Regions from separate parts of the Capra hircus genome. Here region 1 is linked to region 2. A link is a contact called in public Hi-C data. All regions are on one chromosome and are shown on one strand. The core of a region is the stretch at or near the end of the contact, and the rest is flanking DNA. Distances in the headings are between cores, read along the strand shown.

Region 1 (4,475 bases), core at 1,472-3,971, 74 kb after region 2:
TTGATGACTGTCTGCAGGTGGGCTTGTCTCTTAGCCTCGGTTTTGGTGGGGTGCTGGAGCCAGGTCATTCCAGCCCGCGAGAGTTTACACTGCACATCTCTTCCCAGCTCGGTGCTTGAAATCAATGCAGTGGGAGCATTTACATCATGGAAATTGGAAAATGTCATAAAACTGGGGCTTTCTTTCCCTGGAAAGCTGGTTGTTAAACATTAGCAGCACACCACCATTCAGTTTCCTTGTCTATAAAATGGGGACGGTGCTGCCGACCTCATGGAACCATTGGGAGGGAATGTATGTGTGAGCATTTTGCAGACTAAAGCATGATGTGTTTTGTGTGTGTGTAGATATGCTGTGCATATTTATATGTAGTTTGTTATAATTCTCACATGACGATCTGTATCTTTAAAAGTGGTTGGGGGCTGTTTCTTTGCAGAAACAGGAAGTGGAATCAAGGAGTGGAACAGCAGGTGTGGCAGAAATTCCCAGAGAAATTGGGTGGATGATGTAAGACTGTAAGCCCATCCGGGGATAATGTTTGAGCTTGTGAGGTCCTTTCTGGTGGAAGCCTGAGGGGTGGGACCAAACCCCTGTGAGTCATTGAGAAGATGTGATGGAGTATGTTCCACGGTTTTCTCTGTGCCAGTGGCTGTAGTAGAAAGAACCAACACACAGGCAGACTCTGATGTGAAGTCTGCTTTGTCACTTACTAGCTGGTTGCACCTGGCAAGCTCCAGAGCCCTTTTTGAGCTTGGTTTCCTCATCGGCGACATATGTGTTTGGGGAAACCCATGGCGAGGAGGCCCGTGGGTTTTGGCATCTTTGCACTGTGTGCTGAATTTGCACTGGTTCTGTTCTCTCCTGGGCTTCTTCAGAACTCTGTTTTCAGCATCTGGGGATTCCAGGTGAACCCCTGGTTGGCAGAGTATAGGTCAGGGGTTGGTCCCAGAAGCTCCCTCTATGCAGCCCAACCTAGAATCTCTCTGCGCCTCCTCCTGTACTGAGTTATGACATGGAATATTTCCTGAGAACTTGGCTAGGAACAGTGAGAGAATGCTAAGGAAGCAGGACATTGAGAACAATCATGCCTGAGCACTTTATATGTTTTAATTCATTTAATCTGCACACCAACTCTGAAATATAAACACTGTCGCGAGGAAGGTTGAAGGTGGCTGTGCTTTTTTTGACACTCTTCCCATCAAGAAGTGGAAGCTATGCCCTCTCCCCATGAATCTGAGTCAGCTCAGACTGGGCGATAGAATAAGGCCAAAGTGACACCATGCTAGTTCCGTGTGTAGCACTTTCGAGAACTGGCAGCTTCTGCCTGGAGTCTGGGAGCCCTGAATTGCCGTGTAAGAAGCCTGATGACTCTGAGACCACCTTACTGGAGAAGCCTGGAGACTATATGGACATAGAGAGAGGCCCAAGGGGGCCTGGCTGAGTCTCGACTTCCGCTGTGCCTGCCAAGGCCCAGGCATGAGTAAAGGCTTCTTGGCCCCTCTGGACCAGACCACTCCCCAGCTATTATCACCAAGTGACCTAGTCAGTGCTAGAAGGAGCAGAGGAATCTTCCAGCAGAGCCCTGCCCAAATTCGCAACCGACAAAATCATGAGCTACAATAAGAAGGTGGTTGCTTTGTGCCACTAAATTTTGTAAGTAGTTTGTTGCACAGCAATAGATCCAGAACGAGTATGATCCCTGTTTCATAGATGAAGATACTGAGGCATAAGGAGGCTAAGTATCTTGCTCAAGACACACACTAGTAAATGGTGGGGTCAGGATTTAAACCCAGGCAGCCTGGCTCCCCAGCACATTCTTGACACAATGCTGTACTTCTCTGGGGTTGAAAATAGGGCTCTGCTCTCAGGGAAACTTCTATCTACTTCGGGGTGCAGGGATCACATACACAACATAATTAAAGAATCACCTGAGACATTCAATTATTCGTTTATTCAACTTAAGGCCATTAGGCCCTAGGGATACAGAGATGATGATATTAAGAAAATGTTAGGATTTTACTGTACTCAGAGGAAGGACCCCCGACACTGGAAGGTGAGTGAGACCCCACGGCTCACCTCTGGGGAGTGAGGACACGTGAACTGTATCTTGAAGGATGACCAGAAGTGTCCTGTTTGAATGAGGGAGGAAGAGCACGCAAGGTGGTAGGACAGGACATGCAAGGACGTGGAGTTACAGGATATTGGGATGTGTCCAAGGGATGTGGTGTCTGCTGGAACATAGGGTGTGAGGAGGGAGGGACAGGCAGAGATGAGACCATTGGCCAGACTGGATCACAGAGGGGCATGTCCTGCAGCTCAGCCTTTATCCTAAAGGCCACGGGGAGCCCCGGCAGAAGGGTATTAGCGGTGGGGCCTGGGTGGGGTGAGGCATGATCTGATGCACCTTTTAAACAGAAGTCCCTCACCACTGGGGGCAGTGTGGAGGCTGCAACACAGGGGAGACCCCAGGGGATCAATACCAGAGGGAGCTCAACTAGGAAGCAGCACGTGGGGCCTGGACCTGACAGTGACGGTCAGTGTGGGGAGGAGGGGACCAACCCAGAGATATCCAGGAGGAAGACTGACTGCCAGTTGGCAGAACTGGCTGAGGAAGGAAGAGGAGTCTGTGGTTCCTGGGGCCCCTGATGTCGGGAGCCTGTGTCAGAGTCACCCCAGGTCCAGGGGAAGGCTGGTTGGACAAGGTGGCAGCAGGGAACACGGGGAGCCACCGTGCCAGGGAGGGAAGCCCACCACCATCGCCCCGGCGCCTGGAGCAGTGCCTGGCACATAGTAGCTGTTCAGAAGGTACTTGATGAATGAAAATGAGTGAAGCCTTGGGTCCAGGCCTCTGGAGGGAGGGTGCAGCCCGAGGTAAAGCTCTGAGAGTCTCTGAGGGGTGAGATGCTAAGCCCACATCATCTCTCTGTAGTGGTCACCTCCTGTGGGGTCCAGAGGCCTGTTTCCACCTCTGGGCCTAGAGATCAATCCACTCTTCTTACTGGGCAGTAAAAATGCCACGTGGGGCCCTTCAACTAGATGACAGGCCAGAGGAACCCAAGGCTCTGTGAATCTGCTTGCCCAAGGACATTGAACCCTGACCCTGACCCTGACCCTGACCCCCGCAGGTCTCGAGAATGTCCCTGAGCCCACAGAGATGCTCCTCGGGCAGCCCCGCTGGTGTCCCTTCCCTGTTCAGGGGAGCACTCATCCCTAGGCCTGTGGAGGATTTGGGAAATGGGGGCAGTTCTATAAATACCATTCCCTTTCTTCCACTCCTGCATTCAGAACCAGCGAGGGAATAAAGGATCATAACCTCAGCTTTCCTACCGATGGACTGATTGGAAGGATGCAGTTTGACCTACAGCCGAAATCAAGTACCCTAGCATCACACCTCTCATTGAATTTGTTCCCTGGAACCAAAGGCCTCCTCCTGGCAAGGGCCAAGCCTGCTCTGAGATACTCACACCAGGGCCGGCAAGAAGCTGTGTCCTGAGCCCAGATGGCTGAGTATTTACCAGCAGGTGTTTCAGTAGCATCTCCAAGCAAGAGAAATGTCAGTTGACTTAAGACTGGTCCCTTGTGTCTTTTTATAATTTATTTTTGGTTGTGCTGGGTCTTCATGCTACATGGGCTCTTTCTCGGGTTGCAGTGAGCAGGGGCTGCCCTCTAGTTGTGGTGCAGAGGCTTCTCATTGCAATGGCTTCTCTTGCTGCGTCTCCCAGGCTCTACAGCACAGGCTCAATCGTTGTGGCGCCCAGGCTTAGCTGCTCCCAAGCATGTAGGATCTTCCCAGATCAGGGATTGAACCTGTGTTTCCTGCATTGGCAGGCAGATTCTTTACCACTGAGCCACCAGGGAAGCCCTGACCCCTTGTTCTTGATTCCATACCCTGTGACTTGGCTGATGCAGAGGACGGGAATATGATTCCTGTGAGGCGGAGGTCCTGGGTTCTGAGTCTTGGTGGACCCTCCAGTCTTGCATTCACTTTCGTTCCAGCACTGATGTCAGGCATCCGCTGCGTGCAGGCAACTATAGTCGTGGCATCCACAGGGCTCCTGGCTCTTGCCGGTTGTCCCAGGAAGACAAGCAAGTTCACCCTCTGGTGCTGGGTTTCTGAAACTCAGCACTCTTGATATTTGGAGCTGGATCATTCTTTGCTTGGGTGGTGGTGGGGCTGTCCTGTGCGCTAAATTAGTAGGTTTAGCAACATCCTTGGAAAATCCCACGGACAGAGTAGCCTGGTGGGCTACAGTCCATGGGGTCAGAAAGAGTCAGACACGGCTTAGCAACCGAGCAAGCACGGGCCTCTGCACACTAGATGTCAGTGATACCCCTCACCTTACCCCACCTTGGATTCCCCTCAATAACCTGAGATGTGTCCACGCCCTGCCACATGTGTCCTGGGGGACAGATTTGCTCCTGGCCAAACGCACTGCTTAAGGCTGTGCCATCTAGCTCAGCAACCTCACGCTGCATAA
Region 2 (4,666 bases), core at 1,080-3,579:
CATTTCCTGATGGTACCAACATAAAGTCCCAGGGAGGGATCCTATTGGCCCAGCTTAGGTCATGTGCTCATCCATGAGCCAATCACTGGGCCTGGTAGGTATAGGGCTGATTGGTCAGATTAGGTTAGTGTATGTCCTCTAAAGTGGGGGTAGAATCTGGTTATCTTTGGATGAACTTAACTGAGGAGAGTTGACTCCTTAAACGGAAACGGTTAACCAAAAAAGGTGAGGGTAGAGGAAGGAGTTTACAGGCCTAAACAGCTGGAGATTTTCACTTCCCACAGGAGTCCTCAGATTCACTCCAGGGAGAGAAGTGGGGAGTGTGAGGACTTGCAAGTGAAAAGGCGACCCAGGAAGGAATCTAAGGGCTAGCTTGGCAGAGGCCATGACTAAAGGGGGCTGTTCAGATTCCAATCTTGGCAACATCCTCCTCCGTCAGCAGCAACAAGGTCAGGGCGGGGCCTCGCCTGGTGTCCACCAGAGGAGTTCTGTCTTCACAGAGGAGGTGAGGAGCAGGCCTTGTGGAGGCCTCTGGTGGACATGGTTAGAGCCCTGGAGATGGCTTCATGGAACCCAGGCTTTGAAAAGCTTGTCCTGAGTTTCTCAGATGTGGTCCAGGGAGCAGAGTGAGTGCAAGTCGTGTCCAACTTTTTGCGACCTCATGGACTGTAGCCCGCCAGACTCCTCTGTCCATGGGATTTCCCAGGCAAGAATACTGGAGTGTGCTGCCATTTCCTTCTCCTGGGGATCTTTCCAACCCAGGGATCGAACTCGGGTCTCCTGCCTTGAAGGCAGATTCTCTACCATCTGAGTCACCAGGGAAGCCCACCAGGGTGCTGAAAGAAACCTTTATTTGTGGAGGCCATGGAAGAGTGCGGTTACTCGCAATCCAGATCAGCCTAGAAGGAGCTGGAAGACTATTCTAGGTGTGAGAGCTGGATGGACCCTGGGGCCCAGGGAGCCCTGGGAATGGCCTACAGGCTTGTTTTAGCAACAGCAGAGGACTAATAATAATGGCACCCTGGAGTGCCCCCCTCACCCCCTCCCGTTTATACATGTCACTTCTACAGATGAGCAAGCAGGGGTAGGGAGGGCAAAGAGGCCTCGCCTCCGAATGCTTTCACCAGAGCCCTGGGCCTCAGCCCTGTGACACCTTACCTTGCCATGTGCCTCAGGCAAGTCACCTCCTTTGTCTCAGTTTCCTTATCTGTGAAATAAAGATGTTAGACCAGAGGGTCTCAACTGGGATGATTGTGGCCACCAGGGATATCTGACAATGTCTGGAGACGTTTTGGGGTTGTTACAAGGAGAGGGTGATGCTACGGGCACAGTGGGCAGAGGCCGTCCTACAAGACACAAGACAGCTCCAACAACCAAGCATTATCTGGCCCCAAATATCAACTGTGAAGAGGCTGAGGAACCCTGCATTAGACTGAGGTCAGTCTGTAGGGGTCAGTGCTGACCAGTCACTGTGAGATATTCTGAGGGCACCCCGGGCTCAGGAGGCATTTTTGAGTGCCCAGGCCTTTAGAAGAGAGGTCTCCTGGTCCCACTAGAGTAGCTGTAGTTGTATTTGTGTAAACTGACTGGCTTTCTCTCTCTGCTCTGATCTAGACGTGATACCTAGAATAGGTGAATTAGATGCCTGGCTTGATGGAAGAACAGACGGCCCTGTGAGGTAGTGAGTCCACCGTCAATGGAGGCATTCAAGAGAAGGCAGCGTGGCCACCTGTCAGAGACGTGGAGGAGGCGCCCTGCCTCTGGTCTGAGCTGTCCTATGGCATTTTGAGCCTCCTTCGGTCAGGAGGTAAAGCGCGAGAGTGCTCTGCGTAGAGCTCTCGGCTTCCCCACCTGCCGGTCCGGAGCGGAAGCGCCTTGCTTCCCACGGGACTCTCCACCAAGCTGCAAACTTTTCTCCAAGTTTTTCTCCCCGGTCTCCGGGAGCTGCCGGAGCGGCGCAGGCGGCACCCCGCGGCTGGTTGCTTCGACCCGACGCCACCGCCGCCAGGCCCGGCCCAGCCCAGCCCAGGGGGCGCGGCTGCAGGGGCTTCCGAGGGCCCCCGGGGGTGGGGGTGGGGGGCTCCGGGCCGCGAGTCGCTGCCGAAAGGCTTTTGACAAAAAAAAAAAACCCTTGACCACCAAGGCCAGCCTCTTCCTGAAAGCCCCGCTCGCTCCGATACAGGAAGTGGAGGGAGCGAGGGCCCCAGAGCGCGGCGGCGGCTGCGGCGGTGGCTTCCCGACTCGGCGCGGGGCTGGCGGCGGTGCCCGCCCGGGCCCTTCCCCAGGGCAGCAGCGCCAGGGGCATGCGGGCGCCCGGGCCCCCGCGGCCCGCGCCGCCCGGCGCCTGAGCCCTTGCCTTCACGGTCCCGGAGCTGACGGCGGCATGATCCGACGAGCCGGGGCGCCCGAGCGCGCGGACCCCGTGGGGTAAGTGCGGAGCCGCGGCGCCCCCTTCTCCCTCGGTGTCCGCGGGCCCCTCTCGTTCCGCGTCCCTCCCGCCCCCGAGAGCGCTCGGAGCTCCGGAGTAGCCCTGCCGCAGGACTTCGGGGTGTTGGACTGAGACCGAACCCCTGGCCACGGCTCGGGCCGGTCCCCCCGGTACTGCGCGGAAGGGGGCGGCCCTGGTGCCTCTTCAGGACCCAAGACTTGGCGAAACTTTTAAACCCACATGTCGCTCGCCGGAAAACCGGCTGGCACGTCCGGGGCTAGGTTGGTGGGTATCTGAGGGTCGTCTCTATCTGTCAGAGCCGAAGCGGAGGGGCTGTGCGATCGCGGCCCCCTCCCCGGGTTCTGGTCTCGCCTGAACTTCAGATGCGATCACCGCGGGCCGGGCCCCTCTAGCCTCTCGCGCCCGCCGCTTCGCCTGTGTCCCGCGCGCGTCCTCGAGTGCTGGCGCTCGGCCGCGCGTGGGGCCGAGGACCCGAGTCCCCGTAAGTTTGGACACGCCCGCGGCCTGTAGCCCACCCGCCCGCCAAGACCGAGGACCCACCGGGATCCCCTCCCCCACCCCTCTTTTGGATTCCCGGACAGTGGTGACCTTCGGACCGGCCTTTGCGAAGCCTGGGGCTTGGGGAGGGTCCAGGGCGCACGAACTGCGCGTGGCCTTAGGAATCCCCTACGGAAGGGAGGAGGCACTGCTTGGAATGCGTGAAGCCAAACCGGTTTGGGAACGGGCTTTCGGGAGGGGTCTCCAGCGTCTGGTTTCCTGTCCCCCACCCCCATCTCGCACCCTCGGACTTCTGGACATTGCTCAGGGCTGCGCTCCGAAGTAGATTCTTTCGATCAGCCCAGCCCAGCAGGCGCCCAGGGAAAGCTTCAGTGGGATGAAGAGGTTCCTGTTCAGAGGCAGATTACTGGGCAAACCTCTTAGACCTTTCTGGGAATTAAGGATGGTGGGCGCCATGGGGGAAGCCAGGCTCGAGCTACTTCTGTGATGGACACTCAGTTGCTGCCTGGCTTAGCTCTGTGACCTCAGCTCCGCGGGCCTCAGTTTTCCCCAGTGTTAAAACAAAGCGACGGGCTGTTCTCCGGCAGCCCCGAACTGGGGAGCAGCTGGAGGTAACTGGCCCTAGGCTAGTGGGAGGGGTGTCTCAGAGGGACCTGAGAGCACTAGATCCGAATGCCTCCCCTCCTCCCCCTCCCCCATTTCCGTCCCAGCCTGGATCCTTTCCCTTGGAAGTGGAAAGACAAATGTCATCCGCTGGAGGAACTGGAAATTTTGTTGGGGAGGGCGCCCCCCCAAGAATCAAATATCTACCACACCCAATACTGATGGGTGGACCTAGGAGGAGATTCCCAGGGAGGAAGGGGAGGTGAGGGGTCAGGGTCCCGAACTATGTGACTTCCCATAATTGTCCCAGGTTGACCTCTCCTTACCCATTTCCTCTTGCCTTTCTCTGTTTATTACAGGGTCAGTTATTAATACTTAACCTCTCTGTGCCTCATTAGTGTTAGTGTTAATAAGTGTTAATCGCTTAGTCGTGCCCGACTCTTTGGGACCCCATGAACTGCAGCCCTCCAGGCTCTGCTATACATGAGATTTTCCAGGCCAAGGGGTTGCCATTTCCTTCACTTACCTAGAAAATGAAGATAAGTGATAATAACTACCCTTCAGAGTTGTTTTGAGGGTTAAATGAGATAATGCATAAGAAGTTTTGCACCTGGGGCGGAGGGCAAACTTTTAATAGTTATTATTATTACTGCTATTATTTGTTGATAACCTCTGTTTCCCAATTGCTTAACTAGGATGGGATGGCCTTGGCCTCATCTGTAAAATGGGGGTAATAATAACACCTGCTTCTTAAGATTGTTATGAGGATTGGATAAGTTACTATTTAAGTAGCTATCCACAGGCAACCAAGGATTAACACACCAGTGCAAGCTTACTTTAAACTGTGTGGGGCCCATCCATCATAAATAGTAATTGAATATTGGTTTGTTGCTAAAAAAAAAAAAGTTGCTTTATTTAAGAGGATCTTTGGAGTTGGAAGAGTTCTGAGATAGTATCTCATTTAACCTTGCACCCAGTACAGGAATCCCATTGACAATATTCCTGAAAGGTGCTTGCATACCTCCAGTGATGGGGAACTTAACCACCACTGTGGTAGTCTTTCCAATAGATATCAAAGAAAGTCTGCCTCCTTCTAACTTGTACCATTAGAAACCC

Evidence for each region. Hi-C and Micro-C count contacts between places; a contact is called where the count stands out from the background.
Region 1: a contact with region 2 is called in a Hi-C map of blood, with 1.7 times the contacts expected there. The contact joins the enhancer-like site here to the promoter of RIN3 in region 2. A contact is called at or near these places in 2 of 5 Hi-C or Micro-C datasets (both in blood).

The regions. Positions count from the first base shown.
Region 1 is chr21:56,772,335-56,776,809 of ARS1.2, forward strand. All of the region lies in intron 3 of RIN3 (ras and Rab interactor 3), which reads left to right. Among named protein-coding and RNA genes, the nearest start is that of RIN3, 73 kb to the left of the region's middle. Within about 2 kb of position 2,722, at least 1 of the 5 cell types and tissues checked has an H3K27ac peak or open chromatin away from gene starts, as enhancers often do.
Region 2 is chr21:56,699,043-56,703,708 of ARS1.2, forward strand. It overlaps RIN3 (ras and Rab interactor 3), which reads left to right and starts at 2,330. Exons shown (of 10, transcript XM_018066144.1): 1 at 2,330-2,427. The coding sequence starts at 2,384.